Linked DNA regions of Mus musculus: all the other regions are linked to region 1. Evidence: chromatin contacts called from public HiChIP or PLAC-seq and promoter capture Hi-C data. All regions are on one chromosome and are shown on one strand. The core of a region is the stretch at or near the end of the contact, and the rest is flanking DNA. Distances in the headings are between cores, read along the strand shown.

What was found. Promoter capture Hi-C pulls out the DNA fragments that hold promoters and counts their contacts. HiChIP or PLAC-seq counts read pairs in DNA pulled down with a chosen protein or histone mark. Capture Hi-C pulls out chosen DNA fragments and counts their contacts.
Region 2: a promoter capture Hi-C map of adipose tissue shows a contact between it and region 1. The contact joins the promoter of Zfp457 here to the promoter of Zfp493 in region 1. A contact is called at or near these places in 11 of 39 promoter capture datasets (the C10 cell line, the HPC-7 cell line, HPC-7-derived erythroid cells and 7 more), 1 of 484 Hi-C or Micro-C datasets (muscle stem cells), 2 of 115 datasets of contacts at active chromatin or transcription factors (bone marrow-derived macrophages and embryonic stem cells) and 3 of 9 other capture datasets (adipose tissue, liver and macrophages).
Region 3: a contact with region 1 is called in a promoter capture Hi-C map of liver, with 3 times the contacts expected there. The contact joins the promoter of Zfp953 here to the promoter of Zfp493 in region 1. A contact is called at or near these places in 13 of 39 promoter capture datasets (the 3T3-L1 cell line, the C10 cell line, the HPC-7 cell line and 9 more), 1 of 484 Hi-C or Micro-C datasets (CD4 T cells), 2 of 115 datasets of contacts at active chromatin or transcription factors (both in bone marrow-derived macrophages) and 3 of 9 other capture datasets (adipose tissue, liver and macrophages).
Region 4: an H3K4me3 HiChIP or PLAC-seq map of stem cell-derived neural progenitor cells shows a contact between it and region 1, with 8 times the contacts expected there. The contact joins the promoter of Zfp429 here to the promoter of Zfp493 in region 1. A contact is called at or near these places in 10 of 39 promoter capture datasets (the 3T3-L1 cell line, the C10 cell line, cranial neural crest and 5 more), 2 of 484 Hi-C or Micro-C datasets (Th1 cells and liver), 2 of 115 datasets of contacts at active chromatin or transcription factors (embryonic stem cells and stem cell-derived neural progenitor cells) and 3 of 9 other capture datasets (adipose tissue, liver and macrophages).
Region 5: a promoter capture Hi-C map of liver shows a contact between it and region 1. The contact joins the promoter of Zfp459 here to the promoter of Zfp493 in region 1. A contact is called at or near these places in 6 of 39 promoter capture datasets (the HPC-7 cell line, cranial neural crest, embryonic stem cells and 3 more), 1 of 484 Hi-C or Micro-C datasets (embryonic stem cells) and 3 of 9 other capture datasets (adipose tissue, liver and macrophages).
Region 6: a promoter capture Hi-C map of liver shows a contact between it and region 1. The contact joins the promoter of Zfp874a here to the promoter of Zfp493 in region 1. A contact is called at or near these places in 7 of 39 promoter capture datasets (the C10 cell line, the HPC-7 cell line, cranial neural crest and 4 more), 2 of 484 Hi-C or Micro-C datasets (CD4 T cells and muscle stem cells), 2 of 115 datasets of contacts at active chromatin or transcription factors (fibro-adipogenic progenitors and large pre-B cells) and 3 of 9 other capture datasets (adipose tissue, liver and pancreatic islet).
Region 7: a contact with region 1 is called in a promoter capture Hi-C map of liver, with 2.5 times the contacts expected there. The contact joins the promoter of Zfp874b here to the promoter of Zfp493 in region 1. A contact is called at or near these places in 20 of 39 promoter capture datasets (the 3T3-L1 cell line, 3T3-L1-derived adipocytes, the C10 cell line and 12 more), 3 of 484 Hi-C or Micro-C datasets (the G1E-ER4 cell line and embryonic stem cells), 3 of 115 datasets of contacts at active chromatin or transcription factors (double positive thymocytes, effector CD8 T cells and memory CD8 T cells) and 4 of 9 other capture datasets (adipose tissue, liver, macrophages and 1 more).

The regions. Positions count from the first base shown.
Region 1 is chr13:67,777,889-67,781,307 of GRCm38.p6, forward strand. It overlaps Zfp493 (zinc finger protein 493), which reads left to right and starts at 1,805. Exons shown (of 4, transcript NM_028402.2): 1 at 1,805-1,931. The coding sequence starts at 1,926.
Region 2 is chr13:67,304,903-67,308,321 of GRCm38.p6, forward strand. Zfp457 (zinc finger protein 457) reads right to left here and starts at 1,510. Exons shown (of 4, transcript NM_001003666.2): 1 at 1,448-1,510. The coding sequence starts at 1,453.
Region 3 is chr13:67,358,832-67,362,250 of GRCm38.p6, forward strand. It overlaps Zfp953 (zinc finger protein 953), which reads right to left and starts at 1,741. Exons shown (of 4, transcript NM_001038651.3): 1 at 1,673-1,741. The coding sequence starts at 1,678. Gm17039 (predicted gene 17039) reads left to right here and starts at 1,834. Exons shown (of 2, transcript NR_167764.1): 1 at 1,834-2,232; 2 at 2,341-3,419.
Region 4 is chr13:67,397,886-67,401,304 of GRCm38.p6, forward strand. It overlaps Zfp429 (zinc finger protein 429), which reads right to left and starts at 1,882. Exons shown (of 4, transcript NM_001080941.1): 1 at 1,811-1,882. The coding sequence starts at 1,846.
Region 5 is chr13:67,419,796-67,423,214 of GRCm38.p6, forward strand. It overlaps Zfp459 (zinc finger protein 459), which reads right to left and starts at 1,623. Exons shown (of 4, transcript NM_177811.4): 1 at 1,547-1,623. It overlaps Gm33787 (a long non-coding RNA gene), which reads left to right and starts at 1,648. Exons shown (of 2, transcript XR_382593.2): 1 at 1,648-1,704.
Region 6 is chr13:67,449,888-67,453,306 of GRCm38.p6, forward strand. Zfp874a (zinc finger protein 874a) reads right to left here and starts at 1,737. Exons shown (of 4, transcript NM_177712.4): 1 at 1,625-1,737. The coding sequence starts at 1,630.
Region 7 is chr13:67,482,626-67,486,044 of GRCm38.p6, forward strand. Zfp874b (zinc finger protein 874b) reads right to left here and starts at 1,628. Exons shown (of 4, transcript NM_001076791.2): 1 at 1,516-1,628. The coding sequence starts at 1,521.

The sequences.
Region 1 (3,419 bases), core at 555-3,054:
CCTCTGCATGGGGAATTCCAATCGATGATGGAACAGGAGTCATTGCACACACAGTATGATCCCTGGAACTGTGTCCCTCCACTTGGGAGAGGAGCAGGGGAAGTAAGCATGAGCTCCTAGCACACCTGCTAGTGAATACTGTTGGGTTTGGGGTGGAAGCTGAGAAAACTCACTTCAGATATGAAAACTTAAAAAATGAAGCTTTATTTTCAGAGCCTCGAGGAGGCAGTCACTTTGGAATCTGAACTGCCTCCCAAAGGGAGTTTGAACAACATTTTTAAAGGATGGGAACACAAAACAGGGGGGACCAGGGGAGGGGAGCTGCACTTTTAACCAATTGTATTTTGACATTATGGGTTAAACAAAGGAGTACCATTGGAGACTGGGCGGTATCCAGGGCACTTGGCTTCAAGGTCCTTAATTCGTTCTCCTAGACATTAGGTCTGGAGTGGTTAGGAGCTTAGAGTGCTAAGGAGACAAAGGACTGGGTCAGCTGTATGTAGTATATATGTGTGTGTGTAAAACCATGGTTTAAATAATAGCAATCTCTCTCTCTCTACACACACACACACACACACACACACAGCTGTTAACAAATTAAGAAAACATTTGGAAAAGTGAGTGATAGCTGTTCTTTACGGGCCTGGGAACATGAACTTGTATGACCCTGCCAGCAAGATGGAGAAGTTGCCCTTGAGATGGCTGGACTCAGACAACTGTTTAAAACAGAAGCTATTCAGCTATACGGAAGTCCCCAGCTCCCCTAGGGCCTGGAACTATGAATTTAGTTTCTCTCTAGAATTTAATGAAATCTGAAAGTGAAATCGTCATAGTACTTAGAATACGTTTCTTTTCTTGTCCCCAACAATACTTGCCTGCATTCATGAAAAACCAGGTAGAAGAGGATGAAGCTCTTGTATAGCACAAATTAGTGGATGAACATGTGTGCACTCTACTTACAGACAGACCAAAAAAAGATCCTGAGATAAATTCAGGATTTCTTCGTAAGTTAACATCAGAGAGCTGGATGTTTAACTTTGTCCAATGATTTAAAACAGCTGTGTCCCTGATCCATGCCCTTCACTGTATGGAAGTTTCCAGTGTTCACATGAAAACGTTATCCAGTTGTGGAGTCTTATCCATGTATGGCTCACACAGGTGAACAAGGAGTAGTTATGCATATGTAATGCTTGGTATTAAGCCAAGCCTCCACTGTAGTCAAGGGCTTTACCCCTTGCTCCCTAACCCTACTTGTACATTGTATTTTGAAACAAGGTCTCTTTATTTGGCCCAGGTTAGCCTTGGATTTGGGATCCTCCTGTCTTAAGTTCCTGAGCAGTTCGACTACAAGGAAGGTCACATATAGTTATTTTATAGTAATATTGAATCAGTGTGAACTTTACATGTAGAAGATTCCATAATAAGTACACTTTTGAGTTTAAATCGCAACATATTGAACAGAAATAAGTTGCAAACCTATTAAAGGTTACTGCCAAAGGCTCAATTTACATTTAAACGTGTCCTGTACTGAATTCAGCATTTCCCCCCCCTCTCTGTGTAGCCCTGGCTGTCCTGGAACTCACTCCATAGACCAGGCTAGCCTCGAACTCAGAGCCTGTCTCTGCCTCCCAAGTGCTGGGATTAAAAGCTAGCGCCGCCACCACTGCCCGGTTTAAATTTAGCATTTTAAAAGCCAACTGGCTCCCTGTGGTTGTACCAGGACACAAACTGACTGCTTCCTCCCAACCCCTTACACTCTAAGGGATTTCTTTCGCATAGAGTTGTGGGAAATGTAGTCTTGCCCATATGACGTCACAAGGAGCCAGTCAGGAAACCACGTTTCTACTCTCGGTCTGCATAGTTGCATCTTTCCCAAAGTTGAGCAAGAAAAAGGTCTTGCTCAGTACTCGGTTTGCATCTCTCACATGGAGGTTCGTCCAGGGTGCAACGCTGCCCTGCAGGCGTGAGGGTCCGCGTGGTGATGGGTCCGGAATGGATGGCGAGGGTTTGTGGATGGGAGGTGGGAAGAAGCGGACTTGGGGGTGCTGTGCTGACCTAGGCTGGACCAACCCCACGTTGGATCCAGGTCAGAGCTGCGGAAAGGGCAATGGGGTCGGCTCTGAGAGTGACCGTTTTGCTTGCACGAGGCTACTGCTGGAGTCCACCCTGCGCAGGAGAGCTGGCTCAGGACCCAGGAGTGAGAACTGCTGGAAGTCCTGGCAGGTTTCACCCTGACTGGTGTCTGATGACAGCCTGAGGCTATGACTGGGAGCGCACTCTCCTGCTTGGCTGGGGAAACTCTGCTCTCTAGCTGACTCAGGCTCACATGGTTGTAGTCAGATTTCTCAGGAAATCTAGAACCAACTGGGTGTGTGGTGCTTTCTTTACTTTATAGCTGGCCCAGGACTCTTGGAGTTGACAAAAGTTCATAACCTTGTTTATTTGCAAGTGAAGGGAGTTTTGGGAGGGCGGTTGGTGTTTGGAATGTTGGTTCCATTTTCTTGGTAATGAACTGTTAGATTTATGAACTATTTTGAATAGAAGTCCTTCGCGATCACTGTTGTGACGTCAACCCCAAGACTAACACTCCTATATGAATGAGGGCAGAATAGTCCCTTAAAGGGAAAGATTTGAGTTTTGTGTCAACCAAGTAGTTCACTCTGTAGTGTAGAGTGAAAAGTACTAGAAAATAATAGATCAGCCAGTACCTTCGGAGACTGCGTTTGGACTCCTTTTCAAAATGGAGAAACAAATTGGTGTGAGAATAGGCGTGGGTACAGGGCTGTTGGTTACAGGTGAGAGGGGGCTGAAATGTCTCTGGGGGAGGAAATAATACTGCATCCTAAGAGGTCGGTCTTCATCGCTCTTTAATGGCCAGCTGTTCTGTCTTTGCATATCATCTGCAGTGTCTAAACTCACCTAAACCAACTCTTATCGAAGAATGTGGCATCTAGGTTCCCTAACCCTCCCCAAACAGTTCTAGACAAACTCACCCAAGTACTTACAGTGTGTCAGAGAGACAAAAAGATGGAATTGAGGAGCTCTGATCACTCAGGGCCCTGTGACTGGCACCTTGTAAGCACCTTAATGAAGCCAGCCTTGAACTCCTAATCCTCCTGCCTCTACCTCCCAAGGACTAGGATTATTGGTTTGTGCCACATTGACATGGCAGGACCTACAAGGTCAGAGGATATCTTCTGGGAGTCATTCTCCCTTTCCACCATGTGAGTTCTGGGTATTGAACTCTGTTATTAACTGACAGAGTTTCTGGCAGTCCGTATTTACCCATTCAGGTATCTCTCCAGCCCTATTCATGGCTATTGTAACATTTTTATTTGAAAGTATTACTAAGGAAGACAAATATTGCCTCTGCTGGAAACCTTCACATTGAGTGTTAGCTGTCAAAATGTTTGACTTTC
Region 2 (3,419 bases), core at 260-2,759, 470 kb before region 1:
AGATAAAAACCTCCCAGAATCCACTGACAAGGGAGAACATAAGTTTCTATGAATCCAAAAGCTAAAATCTCAGCAGATGGTATCTTAGGTGAATAGAATATCTCCCATATATCGTAGTACATGCTTCTATCGACTCACACCAAAGTATTTTAAATTTTCCTTGGTTAATGACATTCTTTGTTCTGTAAAACCATGAAACTGATTCCATGTTGGAGCATAGAATTTGGATTAAAGTAAATCTGTGTTCTCAGATCAAGGCTATTCAAATGGCTCTGGACTAAACTATTCTCTTAACCCTTCAGGAGGAGAACTATGCATAGACAGGAACCTATGTGAAAAATCATTAGACCCCAAATGTATAACAGCTTTCCAAATTTATATTCCAGCTGTTCCAAAGCAGTTGAAAAACTTGGGGAATTCTTCCTAAAACTATTAAAGGTGCCTCAGTAAACCTGAATGTCACATTGAGGGACAGAAAATTTAATATTTAAGACAGTTAAATTTAGGACAGTTCAGACGCTGCTGACAATGTGAAGAGACAGAAGAAAATCATGTGATAAGAAAACATAGTACAATGTACAGAGCCTGGCAGATTAGAGAGCAATGTACAGAGCCTGGCAGATTAGAGAACAATTTACAGAGCCTGGCAGATGAGCAGAGCCATTTTCCTCTTCCCTTTCAGACTTTCCAGCCCCACCCAGCAATCTCTCATCACACCAAGTCGTCTCTCATCTGAAAAGAAGTCCAAATTTGGACAGAACACATACTCAGAACCGTTGAGGTACTGCTGTCTAGCGATTTTAATTTGATGTGCAAAATCCATAATTATCTGGATTGGGCAAACATAGGTTCATACCAATTACAAGATTATTCTGTGGCTACATAGCCATGTATTGTGATGATTCAAGTCACAGAGATGTCTATTGGAAATTCCCACTCTAACCAAGGCATCCATAAATCTAACAATTCATTCCAAAGGAAAAGTAACTAACAACCCACACAACAATCACCGTCACAGGACTCTCTGTCCCTAGACACTAGGACCTTTGGGAAGCTGTGTGAGCTCAAACCAGGAGTAATCTCTAGGACATAAAGTATATGGGGCGCTAGATGTCCACGTGTTCTGTATGTCCTAAGAATCTGACAACCACCACAGGAGAACCCGTCAGCTAGGCAGAGCACGTTTCCCCAGCAAAGATGCGTGAGCTCCCGTCAGCATCTCAGGCACAGGCAGTGAGCAGACCCTGCCTGCCCTTGCCATCCTGCTGTTTCCAACCTTCTCCTCTTCAAACCTGTGCCCAGGGACAGTGGCCCAGCCTAGGTCAGCACAGCACCTCAAGGTCAGCAGCTTCCTGTCTCACAAGCCCAAGTTGGCACTCTCTGTGCCCTATCCGCCACCCTGCACAGTCCTTCAGATCTGCAAGATGGTGCTGTTCCCTGCACCAACCTCCATGGCAGAAATCCAAATGCAGCGCTCAACAGGACAGCTGCACAAATTTGAGAAGAAGCGAAGTTTGAAGAAAGAATACGGAATTTTGTTGCTGACAGCTCTTTCTGATGACGTCACAGGCGATGGGACTACATTTCCCACAAGTCAGTTGGAAGGACTTCCGGGAACCCACTGAAGAGCTTTTGTACACTGCCTGGATTACAGTCCACTGAGAGCAGCTGCACATGGGCATGCACATGGAATTTGGGCTCTTTTAAAATCCTTGGTCATGGCACGAAATGTTTGCCTGTAAGATGAGCCTTTCACAGTAATCACGTTCATCACGTTTCCATGTTATCTCTGCTACAACTCTGATCTATGTATAGAATCATTCACGAATGAAAAATTCATGCTTTCATGATCTGCTTTATTTAAGAATGTGGAAGCAGGAAGTTAATGTAGGAGTGAGCATTATCTCTTTACGATTCTATTGAAACCATCTTAGTCGCTTAAGATAGAAGAATTGGAGATCAAATCTAGTCACCAGCAGATGTTTTCTTAGTACAGGCTTTCCTGTCTCCCAAGGGGAGGGGCAGAGTTCCTGGGATCACAATGGTGTGTGTACTGACTGTCGAGCCATTGTGCACTTACAGGATTTCCCTTTGCCTTAGGTTTGATGTTTCTTATTGATTTTCCTGTCTCTGCACTGATCCTGTCATCGGTCATATTTGAAAATATTTGAACATTAGTGTTATCTGTCTTGAACTTCCCTCCCTTCTAAATAGAACACTTGAGTGTTTTCTCCTTGAATACAAAGGTATCAGATATATGTTCATATTACTGTCAAATAAGTCACTGTAATAAAGAAGTTACACTGGAAACATGCAGGATTGAGAATCCCTACCTTTTCATGGGAAGGTTTATTCCTGTGTAGTTCATACTTGAGTCAAAGTTACAAACTCCATTACAGAAAAGGCTTCATACTTCCCGGAATCCTAATGATCCAAAAGGAACCCGTTTCAGCGCAAAGACTGTGCAGAGTCCCTATTCTTTTTCAGGAGTATGTTTATCCAGAGATGCAGATCATTTGCTCACTCAGAGAAACTAGAGGCAAGGAGCAGTACGTGTGTGTACCTGTGCTTGATTGGCAAGCATCATGACTGGTCTGTCCTCCTCCTGAATGCTGCAGTGAAGGGCATTGTCAGAAGCCACAAAAGTTATTATTTCTCAGCATAGCTAGTTTTCCAATATGTGTTATGTGTTGAGGTCTGGTCTGTTGCTATGTATGTAATGCTAAATTCTATACCCGAAGATCTAAGCCTACCACAGACTTCTCACATTTACAAGGTTCTGTTGTGCAAACCTTGTTCCTTGATTTAATACTATTAGTTAAATCAAATTGGCTACAGCCAATTACTGGAGAAATTACAGGTAGGTGGGTTTTGAGTTACCTGGTAGAGGGTCGAGAAGAGAGAGAGAAGGAAGAGAGACCAGGAAAAGGAGGAAGAATGGGGAAAGAGGACAAAGATGCCATGTCTCAAAGATGAGACATGGCCATGAGAAACAGCAAGTATCTGGGGTATACCATCGGGAAGAAAGGAGGACACCAGGATAGCAGTTAGAAGAATAAATGAGGGCTGCCCTCCCCAGTAATTGTCAAAGCCAATGGAAATAACCATAGTCTGAGTCTTATTTATTTGTAAGCTAGTCAAGGGTAAGCTTAAATTAGTTGTGTGTATGGTATATGTATACATGTATGTTTGTGTCTTTTCATGCACACATTTGTAAGAGGGTAGTCATTCACATGAGATGTGTTCATCCGTGAGGATGCAGCATCCATTTACAAGTCTTCTGCAGTCTCCATTTCTGTGCATTGTGGCTGTATAATTCAATAGGAGGAGGAGTTACGGTGGTGTAGTCACAACCTGAACATATCATCAAAGAGGAGCCTCATTCAGCAGAATATTAGGAACCCAGGCATAGTTATGGA
Region 3 (3,419 bases), core at 491-2,990, 420 kb before region 1:
ACTTCAATGCCATAAGCCAGGCTCCGGCTCACTAACACTCAATTGGACTGAGGAGTGACAATATAAGCAAGATCACTGAAAATAGTGATAGGAGCTGTGGAGGAGAAACCCTGCAAAACACACACACACACACACACACACACACACACACACACACACACACAAAAACCTGTGTGTACTCTGTGAATGCAAAACTCTTACAAGGAGTCTTTGTGTGCAGACACTGGTGGCCCATGTGGAAGTTCACGGAGGGGCAGAGCCTGGAATTCTGCAGGTTCAGGGTTAGCTGTCTTACCTTGGGTTGGTTTTCTCTTCAGGGACAGTCATTACCTCACTCTATAGTGGACCACACAGCTTGTGACAATAGATAAAAAACCTCTCAGAATCCACTGACAAGGCAGAACATGAAATTCTATCAGTCCAAAAGCTAAAACCTCATCAGATGGTATCTTAGGTAAATAGAATATCTCCGATGACTCTATGAGACACACACCAATGTATTTTAAATTTTCCTTGGTTAATGACATTCTCTGTTCTGTAAAACCATGAAACTGCCTTGTGTTGAAGCACAGAATTTGGATTAACCTAAGTCTGTATTCTCAGATAATGGCCACTCAAAAGGCTGACTAAACTGTCTCTTAACCCTTTAAGAGGAGAACTGCATTTTGCATGGACAGGAACCTATGTGAAAATTATAAGACCCCAAGTGTGCCAGAGCTTTCTGAATTTTTCTTACAACCACAGGAAAACATGAGGAAATCATTCTAGAAATGTCCAGTGAGCAGCAGTAAAGCTGGGTGCCAGATACAGGGACAGAGTGCATTTAAGAGAATTTAGATATTTCTGATAATGTGAACAGACAGAAGAAAATCATGTGACCAGAGGAGGGCCATCTCCTTTCTCTTTCAGAGACATTCCAGTCCCTTCCAGAGATCATGAGTTCCATTTCTCTCATCTCACCAAGTCATCTCTCATATCTGAGAAGGAGTCCAAATTTTGGACAGAACACATACTAAGAATTGTTGAGTATTATTGTCTAGTGTTTTTTTTTTTTAGCAGAAGGGCAAAATTCATAATTATTTGGATTGTGCAAACACTGGTTCATATCAATTACAGGACTACTCTGTGGCTATACAGCCATGTATTGTGGTGATTCAGGTACAGGATTATACATCCTGAGTTCTTATTCAACCCGAGGCATCCATAAATCTAACACTTTATTCCAAAGGAAAAGGAACTAACATTCCACACAACAATCACCCTCACGGGACTCTTTGTCCCTGGCACTAGGAACTTTAGGAAGATTTGTGAAGTCAAACTCCAGTACTAGATAGAACACAGAGTATAGGAGGCGCTAGATGTCCAAGTGTTCTAAATCTCCTGAGAATCTGACTACAGCCACGTGAGAACGGGTCAGCTAGGCAGAGCATATTTCCCCAGTAAAGATGAGTGCGCTCCTTTCAGCATCTCAGAAATAAGCAGTCAGCAGACCCAGCCTGCCCTTGCCATCCTGTTGTTTCCAACTTTCTTCCCTAGCCTAGGTCAGCACAACATCTCCAGGTCAGCAGCTTGCCCTGTCTCATAACAAGCCCAGATAAGCTCCTTCCGTGCCCGATACGCCACCCTGCACAGTCCCTCAGATCTGCAAGGTTGCGGTGTTCCCTGCACCAACCTCCATGTCAGAGATCCAAACGAAGGTTTCAACAGGACAGACGCCTAACTCTGGGGAGAAGTTAAGTTTGAAAATCAAATGCGGAAGTTTGATAGCAACGGCCAGCCTTCTGATGACGTCACAGGCATCCGGACTACATTTCCCACAAATCAGTGCGAAGAACTTCCATGAACCCACAGAACTGGGTTGTTCACCTGCTGGTATCCTGACTGTGATTCCTTGAAGTTGGGAAGAAACAGTCTTCTGCACTTGGGCAGTCACAGGGCATTTGGATTCATTTAAAGTTCTGTGGTCCCAGCACGCAATGTTAGCCTGTGAGTCGACCCTTTCACAGTGATGTTTATCAGGTTTCTTAGTTATTTCTGCTAGAACACCGTGATTTTAAACTATCTTACTACCACATGGAAAACTCGCACTTTCATGACTTGCTTTACTTAAAAATATGGAAGCAAGAGCTAATTTAAGGTGCTCTTGAAACCATCCTTGGTGACCCTGCCTGCTACGCAGCATATCAGGTGCTTAAGACAAAAGACTTAGAATTCAAAGCCAGCAACCATCAGGTATTTTCTGAGCACTTGCTTTCCTCTGCATCTCTCCCAAGAGGAGGAGCAGAGCTCCTGGGATCGCAGTGGTGTATGTCCTAACTCTTGGTCCATTTTGTATTATAGGATTTCTGCCTGTGTTAGGTTTGATGTTCCGTATTGAATTCTCCGTCTCTCATGTGAGCCTGTCATCGTTCATATTTGGCAATATTTGAACATCAGTGGTATCCGCCTTGAACTTCCGTTATTTCTCCGAAGCAGAACACCGAGATAATTCCTTCTTGAATACAAAGGTATCAGAAATATGTTCATAGCATTGCCAAATGAGGTCGGTATATTAAAGAAGTTACACTGGAAACATACAATATTGAGAATTCCCATCTCTTCTTGGGAAGGTTTATTCCTGTGAAGTTCAAGCTTGAGTCAAAGTTACAAACCCCATTGCAGAAAAGGCTTCATACTTCCCTGATATATTATGATTCAAAAGGAAGCTGTTTCAGAGCAAAGACTGTGCAGAGTCCCTATTGAGTTCTTTGTCAGGGAGTGTGTTTACCTATGGATGCAGAACACCTTCCTCGATTTAGAGAAACTAGAGTCAAGAAGCAGTACATTCACCTGGACACTTGATTGGCATGTCTGTTTAGAATGAGGTCATGAGTGGTCTGTCCTCCTCCTGAATATTGCAGTGGAAGGCATTGTCAGCAACCACAAGGACAGAATTTCTGAGCATAGCAAGTTTTCTAATATGTGTATGTGTTGAGGTTCGGTGTGTTGCTATGTTTTGTTATGCTAAATTCTCTACTCAAAGGTCTAGACTCTCTACTGACTTCTCACATTTACAAGGTTCTGTTGTGTAAACCTTGTTCCTTGATTTAAAACTACTGGATAAATCAAATTGGCTACAGCCAATTACTGGAGGGATTTGAGGCAGGTGAGTTTTGAGTTAGCTGGTAGGAGGTGGAGAAGAGAGAGAAGGAAGAGACACCAGGACAAGGAGGAGGAATGGGAAAAAAAGGACGAAGCTGCCCTGGAGCAGACGGACCATGAGCATGTGGCCAGGAGAAACTGCAACTTCCACTGGGAAGGCAGCCAGGACAGCAGTTAGAAGAGTAGATTAAGGGTTGCAGCTCAGTAATTGTCAAAGCCAAATGAAATAACCCTAATCCGAATTGAGTTTATTTGTAAGGCGTAACCTTAAATTGGTT
Region 4 (3,419 bases), core at 632-3,131, 380 kb before region 1:
GTGGAGAATGGCAGGAGCCCAGAGCAGAGCAAAGACCAAAACAACTCTCTGTGAGAGAATCAGAGCATGCTCACAATGGAGAATTAACTGCGGGGCTCACTCCCTATGTTGGCCAGCACTGGCTTCCTCCATTCTGCATGGGCAAGTGTCTGCTGTCTTGAGTACAATCTCCTGTGAGACCCTGGGGGTGGAGGTCCGGGGACCTGTAAACAGGATACCGTTTTGTGGGGATTATAGCCAGTACAATTAACAGCAAACATTGCAGGGGAATCAGAGACTTGCAAAATTCACTTTCAATGGGAAAGAAATGCAAATAATGTCTGACCTGAGGCAGGAACAGTTCCACCCATTAACAATTACTACCTATCCTTCCAATAACTGGGAGCTCGATGGTTACATTCCACTCAATGGAAGCCCATCCTAGAGGAAGTCTAGAGCAACAGAAAGGACAGCGCAGATGTTTTAAGAACTCTTGCATCTCCTGTCAGTGACAATCAGAGATAAATTTTCAGAGAGTCGGGCAGATCTAAAGATTAACAGGACATTGATGGGAAGTAAACATGAGAGAGAGGCAAAGAGAACGATGGATTCCTGATCAGGTTCCAAACAATACAGACTCCCCATTCCCTACCAGCCTGTCTATACTACACAGTGCTTAAAATACATACAACACAGATCATGAAGCAGCAACTCCTAGGTTGTGCCAAGTGTCAAAGAGTCTCTGAGTGTGGAGTGAGGATTAAAGACAGGAGAGGCCGAAAAAAGATGCAGAGCCAAGAAATAGACTTGGGAGGACTGCTGGTCAATACCACAGCAGCCTCAAGTTTATTATTCACCGCCCTTTTATACCTCATATTACCATGGGCAGCAAAGCTACAAGATAACAGAAACACTGGCAGAAATATACACAATGTTCATAAACTTCTTCAACAAGTCCAAGCCCTGATAATGTCATGTTGACCGGAACCATTGTGGGCCAAGCGGACATTATCTCTTTTTTTAAAACTCTCAACTGTAAAGTAGGGATGGAGGTCCTTTCAAAAGTTTAGAAAATACAGCCCTCAAGGTGAAACATGATGTGAGCTCGTCTCGATCCCACTCTGCCTTGTAGACATTCCTGCCAGTGTATCCACTCCATGCGTTTCTTCAACCCTAGTCCAAGATTTTCAGTGCATTCAGGCAGATCTGTTGGCAGTGTCCCAGAATTCCCCTAAACGACACCTGTAGTACCTCGGATTTTTCCTCTCTTAATTCTTTACTGGCAGAGAAAAGTGAACACAGTCAGACCTCAAGGCCATTGCTATAAGCTGGCTACAGAGTACACGGGGACCAGAAACCCTTTTACTCTAAAGACACAAAGGACTCTGGCAGCATCCAGGTGAGATGGGGGCAGCCAGGAATGCGCGTTTCCAGCAATGCAGGTCTGTGGGCTCTGGCACTCTCTCAGGAGCAGGTAGTCAGCTCATCACCATTAGTTTGCAATCTAGTCCCCCACTACCAAGCTGCTCCAGTGTACCAGAGAACCAAGGCAGACTCGGGCTGCTCTCGGTGTTCTAAAGGAAACCTTCACTCAGGACACAATCCCAAAAGGCCAGTCCCCTCACTCCAAAACTGCAGCCTCAGCGGTCCCAGCCAGTTCAGCACAGCAAGTCCTGGCAGCTGCTTCCGCCCTCCCACCCAGCCCAGAAGCGCTCCCTCCAAGACAGAGCCCTGCTCTGGCACCCACCCCAGTCTATGCTGCTTCCTTGAACCAACCTCCCTGACACAGACCCCGCACAGAGCCCCAAGCAACGCTGCTGACTGGACCAACCTTCTTGTCAGAGACAACTGGAATAGATAGCCGCATAGGATTTCCGCCCAACTTTGAGGAAGAGGCACAAGTACAAACCTGAAGTCAGAAGGGGATTTCCTGGAAGGCTCCCAGTGGTCACAGCGGTGCGGACTACATCTCCCAGAAGTCTGTGCGAAGGAAATCCCAGAACCCAGGGTGGGTGACTTCTACTGTTTGGAGAGGTACGTGGATGGTAACACAAAGTAGAAGGTTGAAGGAGGAAGCCTTTTCTGCAGAAAAGCTATGGGTAATGCGACCCCATTTGGTTTCGGACCCCAGAACCACATCGGAGATGTACGGATATGAGTCGAGCCTTTGACAGAAACATATGGCTTACAAGTCATTTCTAGTTGTAAGTTTAATATTACTACTTCTTGAAAAAAACAAAAAAACAAAAAACGTTGACTTAGTAGTTCGTTAAAATAACAAAGCAATACACTAACCTACGTGGGAAGGAAACGTAACTTTATAAAAGGATGTTTGAAACCAACCTTGGTGTGCCTGACTATGCTCCTAGCTCCTCAGTAACTTTTGACAAATGGACTTGCGGTACAAAGCTGGCTTGGTTTCTGCCCCAACAAACTTGTATACTGTTGTTTGTGTTTCTACTTTTCGAATATATAGAAATAATTCCTCCAGGGCATTGCTAATATTACATATACAGGAACACATGCTGTTTGAGCAGGCCAAGGAGGTTGACTCTGAAGATAAAATTTGACATTCCCAAGCCACACCCAAGCAAGTGTCTATCTAACATTCCTCTAAATCTCTTGTCCCGAGTTAATGCCCCAGACTCTCAGACATTGGAAAGGAGATCAACAAGCAGCCCAAGGAGGCATTGATTAAAACCAGCTAACAGGCTACCTATGTCCAACAGAGACTACTACTGTTGATCTGTTGGTAGAAAGGTGTCTGTAATAAAAGCAGGTCACACATCCAGTCATTTCTCCAACTTGTTGTATGTAGTTGAGACATAAATGCAAAGGCTTTGAGTTGTACTGTAGAAACAAGAGTATACAGAGCACAAACATTTTAAATTGGTATCCACCCTCACCTGCAACTAGGATTTCTTTCTGAGAGCCCTCAGAAATCAGTGTACATGGGACTGCTCACAAAACAGCCAGGGGATCACATGGAGTCAATGCCTTGGCCATTCCTTAGATCCTGTGAACTAAAGGCAGGTACTAAAACATCAGCTGCAGTGGAGTCTACTCCACTGTGGAACACAGACCCAAAGTAGCCTCTAAGAGTACAGAAGCATAGACTATGGGTGCTGAAATAAACACTGGAACCTTACAGATTAATTCCCATAATGACCTCAACCGAATGGAACCAGTCTCTGCACTCTCACTACTAATTCAATCCTGTGGTTATACTCAGAGAACCTGATAATTTGCTGTATGTAGGTGTATTTGTGCCCCCATGTTTATTGCTCTTTATTCCCAACAGTAAACAACCAGAATCAACATAGATATCCATGAAAATATTAATGGAAAACAATTTGGTAAATATAAATATTTATTACAGAGAGAGAGAGAGAGAGAGAGAGAGATGCTCTTTGGATCTAAGATACTGTAATCACAAATTT
Region 5 (3,419 bases), core at 373-2,872, 360 kb before region 1:
GCAGAAAAAGACACATGGACTAAACCACAGTAGCCTGCATCAGTCAAGAACTTCAGAAAGGTGATGGGGAAATGATGGAGTCTCTGCCTAGATATGGAAGGAGCCAACTGGAAGAATTCAAGCAAGACCAGAAGGAAGCATTCTCAGGTCATGGCAGAATCTAAAACTAACTATCCAAAAAGAGTGGACATTCACTGCAAATAGGCAGAATATTCAAGCAAGGGAAAGAGGAGAGTCCTTCCTCACACAGTAAATCCAAACAACTAATCACCCAAATGTACCATCTTTAACAAGAGCATGTTAGTGAAAACAAAGTTTGAATCCCACATGGATTGGGTCGGCAGAAGGGAAGCATGTGTACTTTGTAAGACACCAAAGTGTTGATTGCAGGGGTTTTCCACGGCTCTCACTGGAAGACATGGAATGAATCATAGAGAGTATTTCTCACGTCCATCAAGCATGATTAAATGTTTTCTGACACAGATTGAGGCAGCTTACATTGGCCTTGAATTTGCTATCAAGCAGGGGATGTCCAGAGGGTCCTGCCCCTCCCCCTCACAAATGCAGAGATAACAGGAATGTGCCTCACAGAAGGCTCAAGCTTCTTTTGATCACAGGCCTGTTTTCTCTAAATCACGTGAATACACACAGGTCTGTGAGCTCTTCCTCACCCTGCTGACCTGACACAAAAGCCTGGCCCCCTAAAACAAGGCCACGTGAGATTTTCCCCCTGATCATGGACTAGCTCAACAATTTAGCCCAGATGAAGACGTGGTGAGGCAAGCATTGTGGGCTAACCAAACATCCTGTCTTACCACCACCACCACCCCCAAATTACTCAACCCTAAATTAGGGATGGGGGACTTTTCAAAGGTTTGAGAAAAGCAGCCCGCAAGGTGAAACAGGCTTCAGCCTCCCTGGTTGGCACTCTGCTTTGTAGTCTTTCCCTCCATGTGTTGACTATGTGTGCTGTCTCAGCCCTAGTCAAAGCTTCTCTATAGCGGGTCCTTCTGGCAGATCTCCCTTCTGTGTTACAGAATTTCCCAACATGCCACCGGTTGCAAATCATATATATGTATTTAAATCATTCTTAATTCTTTAAATGGCAGAGAAAATGAATATAATCAAAACCATTACAATAGGCCGGCTACGGAGTGCCGGAGGAACCAGAAAACCCATTTACTGAGGAATCTCACAGCAGCCAGGTGAGAATGGGGCACCAGGTTAGTGTGCTTCCCAGCAGAGCAGGTATTACAGGAGCAGGTAGTCAGCTTACCACTATTAGCTTGCAATTCTTGCACTTGCACTATTATCCACTCCCCCGCTACCTACCTGCTCCGGTGTAGACTCGGGCTGCACGCAGTGTTCCAAAGAATCCTTCACAATCCCAAACACCCAGTCCCCTACCCTGCCCTGCAACCTCACCTGTCCCAGCCCGTTCAGCGCGGCAAGTCCATGCAGCTTCTTCCGCCCTCCCACCTAGCCTAGGTCCGCTCCCTCTGAGACGGAACCCAGCTCCCCAAGCTACGCTGCTCCCCCGACCAACCTCTAAGTCAGAGATGCTACAGGAATCTTCAGCATCACAGGACTCCAGTCCAACTTTCGGGAAGATTGACGAGTGTTGACCAAAAGCCGGGTGGGATTTGCTTGTGACGTCGGAGTCACGTGGGTACTGGATTGCGAGAAGAACTTCCTGGAGTCCAGGTAGGGCAACTTCTACTGTTCCTGGATTTCTTCTTGGAAACCTGCAGTAGAGTGTGGAAGGAAAATGCAGAGTTCCTATGACAACCACGGGGAGTCAGGATGGTTTTTGTAAAGAATACATGGCCTCAGAAGGCATTTTCCCCGATGCTGTAAGCTGCCCCTGCCCGCCTGCACAGAGGCTGCACTCGCGGTGCAGTTTACAGCATCGGGAAGAATGCCTTCTGAGGCCATGTGTTCTTTACAGTTTTCAACTCCACAGCCACAACAAGAGGTGTATGGATGTGAGTAGAGCCTTTCACAGAAATATTAGGCTTACAAGTCCTTTCTGGTCCACGTGTTCTGATTTTAATCTTACTACCCCCGGAAAAACATCATGTTGACTCAGTTGTACTTTAAAAAAATAATGAAGCACTACGCTGATGTAGAGATGAAAATTATCTTTTAAAAAGGGATTTTCAACTCAGCCTTGGTGTGCCTGATTACGCTCCTAGCTTCTCAGAGGTTACTGACAAATGGATCCAAGGCTGTAATGGACAATTTAAGTACACCTTCTTTCTAAATAAGAGGAAAACGTAAATACAAAACAAAACTTAGACAGATACGTGGTAAAGCAGTTTGGTGTAGTCCGACTATCAGTCAAAGTAGGTACCTTGAATGAGAGTCTGGGAACCGCCAAAACAAAAGTTCTGATCCAGGCTCAACTTTATTGCAAAGCAGCAGACTTACAAAGGCACAGAAGCGATCAATAGCCAATAGCTGCTCCAGTCAGGGTGTGTTATAACAAGGCTCTCACTCATCCATGCATGCTTTATGATTGGTTTTAGCTTCTACAGATGTCCACATACTTATTAACCACAGTGGGTTCATGCAGGCAATGGCAGTGACATATCTGGCCAATGCTGTTTCACTGTAGACATCACTATACCTGGCTCTGACTATCTTGTGGCTATCACTTCTCCCTCATGGATCCTTGAGGTTTGGCACTAGGGGTGTGATGTCGGTGTCCCACTTAGGTCAGTGCATCCACAGGGTATATTCCTTGCACTTTCAGGAAATGTGAGCTTGTGTGTTATTCTCCATCTACCACACAATTCATATTTTCTGACAGATTTTGAGAGGTGCCTGGATCTCTGGGTAGAAAACTATAACCTTCCCTCAGCCTGAAGCTGGCTGAGCCAGAACTTGACCTTGCTGCCACTAGGGAGATTACCTAGGGTGGAGCCTTCCTCCCTAGATCACTCTATTGTTCAGCCAGTGTCTCTGTTCCTCTTCAAGATACTGCTACCTGCTGAGAGGCCCCGGAGCTATTCCGGAGACTATGCCCTATCCTGCACATCATCACCACCTGTTATTAGATACAGCCTGTGGGATGCTCTTTAAATACAATTAGAAGATGACTGGTTACTCCAATAATATCAGGCCACCATTGCAACAGGAGGCTCATCTTCCTTACTATACTCCAAGGTTCATAGCTGAGTAAGAATGTTTATTATTTTACACCCATGATAGCATACATGGTTCCATGGTGATGCCAAGTGTGCTGAAGGAGATGGTTGACAAAGTGCAGTGCTTGGTCAAGCCGGAAGACCCCCCCACTGCCCTCGATGGAAATTTGCTTAACACCTTTTGCTATTCTTATATTTCTCACTGTTAAAGGGTCTCTCTCCAAAGGCTAGAGCTGCGATAATAAAAAGCTGGTGTAAACAAGAAGGAAA
Region 6 (3,419 bases), core at 487-2,986, 330 kb before region 1:
TGGCATTGTTATGCCCTCCGATGGGGATGTTAATGTAAGGATCAGTAGACATTCTTGTTATGATGTTGAAAACCAGGATCTAACACTGAGATGTTGAAGGGAAAAAAAAAATCTTCTTCACAGCAGGGCCAGACTTACAGTCTCTCAGCTAGGAGAGACTGAAGAGGCTATGACATCCAGAAACACAGAGAATTTATTGGGGAACATAGATGTTTGGTTCAACAGTAGGTTAGTCATTCTGGACAGACAATATGTACACAAAACCTATAAATCAGAACTGTACATTTACAAAAGAGTTTGACCAACTGAAACAGGCAGCGTGTGTGCAGTGTTAACACGAGGGCACCTCTGGTGTCCTTTGTTAACACCTTGTGACAGGTTTTTCGATCTCAGGCTTACAACCTCTGAGGCAAAAGTTTTATCTCTTGTTTTACTTAGGGAGATTTTAGTTCATCCTCCACTGAGAAACAGCTCAATATCCTTTCAGAAAACATCTGTGTCATTTCAAGTGAGGAATTAAACACTTTCCACGAGAGATTCCTAATCCAAGTGAACCATCTGTAAATTCACAATTCATTTCCAGGTAAGTGGAGGAAACATCACACACCTCAATCTCCAGTACGCAAAACTCTGACCCTGGAACCTAGCAATTTCTGTCACCTCAAAGCAAGACAAGAGTTATTGCATGTGTGATAGTTAAAAGCTAGCTCCATTTCCAACTAAGCTGTTGTACAACACAGCAACAAAAACAAACAGCAAACAAAAAACCAAAAAAAGAAAAAAAAAAAAACCCACATAGCAGAAAATCCCCAGAGTTGAGATACTTGTGGTGTGTGCCTTTAAAAATTCCAACCCCTATCTTCCCTTTTGCAGCAGTTCTCAAACTGGCAAAGGAGATTGTGGCTCTAAATAAAGCAGTTTGGGTTGTTTTTTGTTTGGTTCTCTCTCCTCTCTTCTCTCCTCTCCCTCTCCCCCTCCCCCTCCCCCTCTCCCTCTCTCTCTCTCTCTTTCTCTGTGTGTTTTTGTGTTTTGTTTTTCGAGACAGGGTTTTTCTGTGTAGCCCTGGCCGTCCTGGAACTCACTTTGTAGATCAGGCTGGCCACGAACTCAGAAATCCGCCTGCCTCTGCTTCCCAAGTTCTGGGATTAAAGGCGTGCGCCAGCACCGCCCGGCTGGTTTTATCTCATAATTCCTAGTTTTGTTCGGAGTTTTTTTCAGTGGTCTTGAACTCCGTGACAGACAGCCATAAAGTACAGAAAGGACCAGATCTCCTCTTAACTAAACTTACTGACAGATCCAGTAATATCCACGTGAGAGTGACCCAGCTAATGCTTCCACCAGAAAGCTGGAAAGTGTACGCCCAGAATCACCATGCCCAGGCAAAGACCTTCACCCAGCCAACACTGCCCAGGCAATCCTTGAACTTACAAGCTTCTCCATTCCTTGATTTCTGTCAGTCTAACGCAGGGGTCAGTCCCACCAACCCCCGCAGCGCCCTCTCACCAGCCCTGTCCAGAAAGCTCCTCCAAATCAGCTCTTCCCAGCTCCCATTCCATCCGGTCCCTGTTCCTTCCGGAACTATGCACCCCGCACAGACCCTGGGATGACTGAACCCTGGACCAACCTCCATGTCAGAGATCCAACGGGAGAGCACAGCAGGACCAGAGTCTGGCCCAGCTTTGGATAAGAGCCGCACATGCTTACTAAAAGATGAACTGTTTACTAAAAGTGCAGACCTGTGACGTCACCGTGCTGCAGACTACATTTCCCACAAGTCTGTGCGATGGCGTTGCAGGAGTCCTAGGAGAGTGAGTTGTATTATTTAAAGGTCCTGGATTTCTACATTGATGTGTGTCTGCAATGTAGTGTCACCTACTTAGGAAACAAGGAGACCATGAACTGTGTCCAGTTCTAACGAGCCGAATGTTTATGTAAGGTGCCGCTTTTCCGGATTTTCACTGTAAAGTTCTTAATTCCTTAATTTCCGTGGAGTTTACAGCTATTTGAGGAACCACCTCACTGCCAGTTAAGTGGCAATAAGCTAGTTTGCAGAAACCAGACCATGCGTTAATCATTTCAAAAGAGTTTTACAATTTTCTGGAGGAGGGAAGTTGCCAGGAACTTATCTTTTAGTAATTTAAGAGCGGGTGCCCGGCACACAATAAAGTTTCCTCACAGAGGACAAAGAGCAAAAGCAGGGACTCAGGCTGCTTTTGACATTCAAGATTCACAGCCTGCGGTGTCTTTAATCCCAGCTCACTGCAAGCAAATTCAGGCACCTCTGAGTTCCAGGCTGCCTTGTTTACAGTGAGTCCCTGGCCTGCCAGGGCTACACAGTGAAACCCTGTCTCAAAACAAAACAAAGAACAACAAAACCAGAAATATCCAGATTCATCACAGAAGATATTTGTGAATCAAGCCTTTCCATGTTTTGTTTGTTAAGTTTACAAGTTGTTGCTCATCAATATGTTTATTTTAATCTTCATTCTACATATTATAAAATGTTACTTAAGCTTGCAAAAAAAAAATAGAAAAATAGACAAAAGGAACTTGCCAGATGTTATGGATATGCCTTCAATCACTTGGGAGGCAGAGACAGGAGAAACTCTAGTTCTAGGAGAGCCAGAGGCCTGTACTGGGACTGTCCCAAAAAAAAAGGAGGAGGAGAGAGGGAAATAGTATGTTATATTGGCAGTTTTCCTTGGAAATAACAGAATCCCTTCTGGGCCAAACCAAGCTGCTCTGAGCAGCCTACTACCCAGGGAACCTCCACTCTCCTGCCACCTCTCCTTCACCTCCATCAGACTCCTGAACCACAGGTAAGGTTCCCTTCCCCAACCCTTCTTCCCTGCTATCTGAGTCCTCTGGGGCAAGCCAAGCTGCTGGAGCAGCCCGCCATCCGAGAGGTCCTCCATTCTCCTGCCACATATCTGCCCACCTTCATCAAACCTGAGACTCCTGAAGCATACAGAACCACAGGTTCGCAACCATACAGCCCAAGGCAGCCCATCAGAGGCCTGCCACACCAGGACCATCCAGGTTCACCTTCCTCTCAATCCGGCTACAATGAGAACATCCATGGAGCAAAAGCATCTAGATGGCTAAAGGCCCTCGAAACAACACAATCAACACGAACCAGGCCAATGTGACACCTCCAAAGCACAGCTACCCCATGACAGACAGCAAGCCCTAGTTATCCTGATCCAACCAAACCACGAGAAAACTGTAGCAGCTTGAGTTCTCATGCTAATCAGGTTACTCAAAAACCTGTTTCCAGTGTCCTGCACATAGGCTAAAGGAACACTGCCCCCAGTTGGCTCTGGTTGGGAAATAGAGTTAACAGTGGCCAATGATGGAAGGGAGATAGAGGCAGGACTTTTAGGATCCCCAGGCAAGAAACAAGGGAGAGGGAGCTGGAG
Region 7 (3,419 bases), core at 378-2,877, 300 kb before region 1:
GCCAGACTTCCAGTCTCTCAGATAGGAGAGAACAGAGAAGCCACAATATCTGAAAGCCCAGAGAATTTATTGTAAATACAGATGTTTGGTTCAACAGGTTTGTCAGTCAGGACAGACAGCTCATTCACAAAATCCACAAATCTGAACTGTACATTTACGAAAGAGTTTGACCAAGGGTCAGGAACTGAAACAGGCAGTGTGTGTGCAATCTTACAGTGAGGGCACCTCTGGTGTCCTTTGTTAACACCTTGTGACAGATTTTACAATCCCATGCTTTACAACCTCTAAGGTTCCTAACCCTGGAGGCAATTTTTTAAAATCTGTCTTTCTTAGGAAGATTTTAATTAATCCTCCATTGAGAAACAGCTCAAGCCGGGCGTGGTGGCGCACGGCTTTAATCCCAGCACTCGGGAGGCAGAGGCAGGCGGATTTCTGAGTTCGAGGCCAGCCTGGTCTACAAAGTGAGCTCCAGGACAGCCAGGGCTATACAGAGAAACCCTGTCTCGAAAAAACCAAAAAAAAAAAAAAAAAAAAAAAGAGAAACAGCTCAATATCCTTTTAGCAAACATGGGTGTCAAGCTACTTTCAAGTGAGGAACTGAACAGCCTCCATGAGGGATTCCTATTCCAAGTGAATCTTCTTTAAATCCACAATTCATTTCAAAGAAAGTGGGATAAATATCACGTACACCAATGCTCCCTTCAGGACTCTGACCCTGGAACCTAGCAAGTTCTGTCACCTCAAAGCAAGACAAGAATAACTGCATGTGCGATGAATTAAAGACTAGCTCCATTTCCAACTGAGCGTTGTACAACACAGCAACAAAAACAAACAGCAAACAATAGTAACCGGACATGCATTCTGCTTTTTTTAATCTCTCTTAGCTGTGCTTGCTCAGAAAACAAACAAAAAATATAATGCCTTATGAAGCAGACCATCCCAAGTTGAGACAACTGTGTTTTGTGACTTAAAGAATTCCAACCCCTGTCTACCCTTTTGCAGCAGTTCTCAAACTGGCAAAGGAGATTGTGGCTCTAAATAAAGCAGTTTTGTTTCGTTGGTTTGTTTTTTACCTTTTAATTCCTAGTTTTATTTGGTGATCTTTCTCAGTGGTCCTGAACTCCGTAACAGACAGCCATAAAGTACAGAAAGGACCAGATCTCCTCTTATCTAAACATACTGAGCGATCCAGTAACATCCACGTGAGAGTGACCCAGCTAATACTTCCACCAGAAAGCTGGAAAGTGAACGCCCAGAATCACCATGACCAGGCAAAGACCTTCACCCAGCCAACATTGCCTAGGCAATCCTTGAACTTACAAGCTTCTCCATTCCTTGAATTCTGTCGGTCTAAACAGAGGTCAGTCCCACTAACCCCCGCAGCGCCCTCTCACCAGCCCTGTCCAGAAAGCTCCTCCAAATCAGCTCCTCCCAGCTTCCATTCCACCCGGTCCCTGTTCCCTCCGGACCTATGCACCCCGCACAGACCCTGGGGTGACTGAACCCTGGACCAACCTCCATGTCAGAGATCCAACGGGAGAGCACAGCAGGACCAGAGTCTGGCCCAGCTTTGGATAAGAGCCGCACATGCTTACCAAAAGCTGAACTCTTGTTTACCAAAGTACCGATCTGTGACGTCACCGTGCTACAGACTACATTTCCCACAAGTCTGTGCGATGGCGTTGCAGGAGTCTTAGGAGAGTGAGTTGTACTACAAAATGGTCCTGGATTTCTGCATTGATGTCTGTCACCTAGTTAGTGTCGCCTAGTTAAGAAGCATGGAGGCCACGAACTGAGCCCAGTTCTAACGAGCCGAGTGCATTCCTCAGTTTCTGTGGTCCAGCTTAAAGGGGCAGAGGATTTTCTTGGCAAAGTTCTTAATTTCTTCATTTCCGGTGAAATTTACAGCTATTTGAGGAAACTGCCTCAAGGCTTTGGCTTAATACCCAGTACTGCACATACTTAAGTGAGCCGCGTTCTCCTGTATTGACACCCTGTGTGAATATTTGTCAGTGTACTGAGTTACCAAGATGGTAAGAGATAGAGACACTCCAGGATGTGATAAGCTTTAGCAAAAGCCGCCGGGGAATCAGCTTCTGATGGACTGACAGCCAATGTGTCGGGTTTACCAGGATTGTTTTATAACTGAGGTTATGCTAAGCTTTTGATATTCCCAAAGAAGACAATGCCATGGATTTTAGGTAACAATCACGGATTATTTACAGGAGATCACCACAAGGCTTAAGCGCCATCACTCTGGATGCCCTGTGCAATGGCTCTTCTAGAAATCAACTACAAGCCGTACACAGATCACAAGCCACTGCAGGAAATCGTTTTCATGTGAATATTGGAATCCATTCGTGTCGGAGGTTAGTCAAGAGAAACAGACTAAATCATCGAACAATTTTATTTATTTATTTAGATTTTTCGAGACAGGGTTTCTCTGTTTAGACCTGGCTGTCCTGGAACTCACTTTGTAGACCAGGCTGGCCTCAAACTCAGAAATCTGCCTGCCTCTGCCTCCGGAGTATCGAACAATTTTAAAGTCCTCCTCTCTGTTGTTTATCAGTAAAGATCGCCCAGATCCATCGCAGATCCTTTGTCCATATTTTCAACCTTTAGCTTATGTAAGTGTTGTGGGTTGTCCTGATGTTGTTTGAATTTTCATGTTAATTCTGCATCCTCAAGAGGGGTGGCCCCCGGGAGAGTGGTGGATCAAGTACTCAGGTGCTCTCCTGTGAATCTTCTCCCCATTTACTGGTCAATAAAAGCAAAAGCCTGTGATTGGGCCGTGGAGAGGAAAGGTGAGAGAGGAGATCTTGGAGAGCGAGAGATGGGGAGGGAGAGATGACAGGAGAGGAGGAAGCAGCAGCTAAGATGGAGCTGAACCACGTGACCAGGAGAAACTGCAGATAACCAACGGTCTCCTAGCTGGGGATAAGTTAGTATAGTTCTGCCAATCTAGGTTTATTGCTTATAAATATAATAACTGGATTGTATGTGTTTTTGTACGGGACTATTGGAGTTGAAGATTACTGTTACATGTAAGAAAGTTAGTTTTAGTGAGTCTCAGAAATATTTCTCTTAGTTACTGTACCTCACTTTGGAACTTGGCCTTTACATGAACCTGATGAACAGAAGTCTGTAAGATTCTCTGAATAATCTGAAGCACAAAGTGGAACTCAGTGATTTTGCTTCATATGGATCTGATTTGCGTTTGCTTACTCCTCAGCCATCTACTTATCTTTCACATTTACATGTATTCTTGTGTTCAAAACCATGTTTTACGGCATGTATGGCCAGCAAGCTTCCATAATAGTTCATTTCCTGTCCCTGGCCATCTTGTTTGCAATCTTAATTTCTCTAAGTATTTTATACATTGTTTAATTAATACCCATAAATACACTGTTCAACAGCCT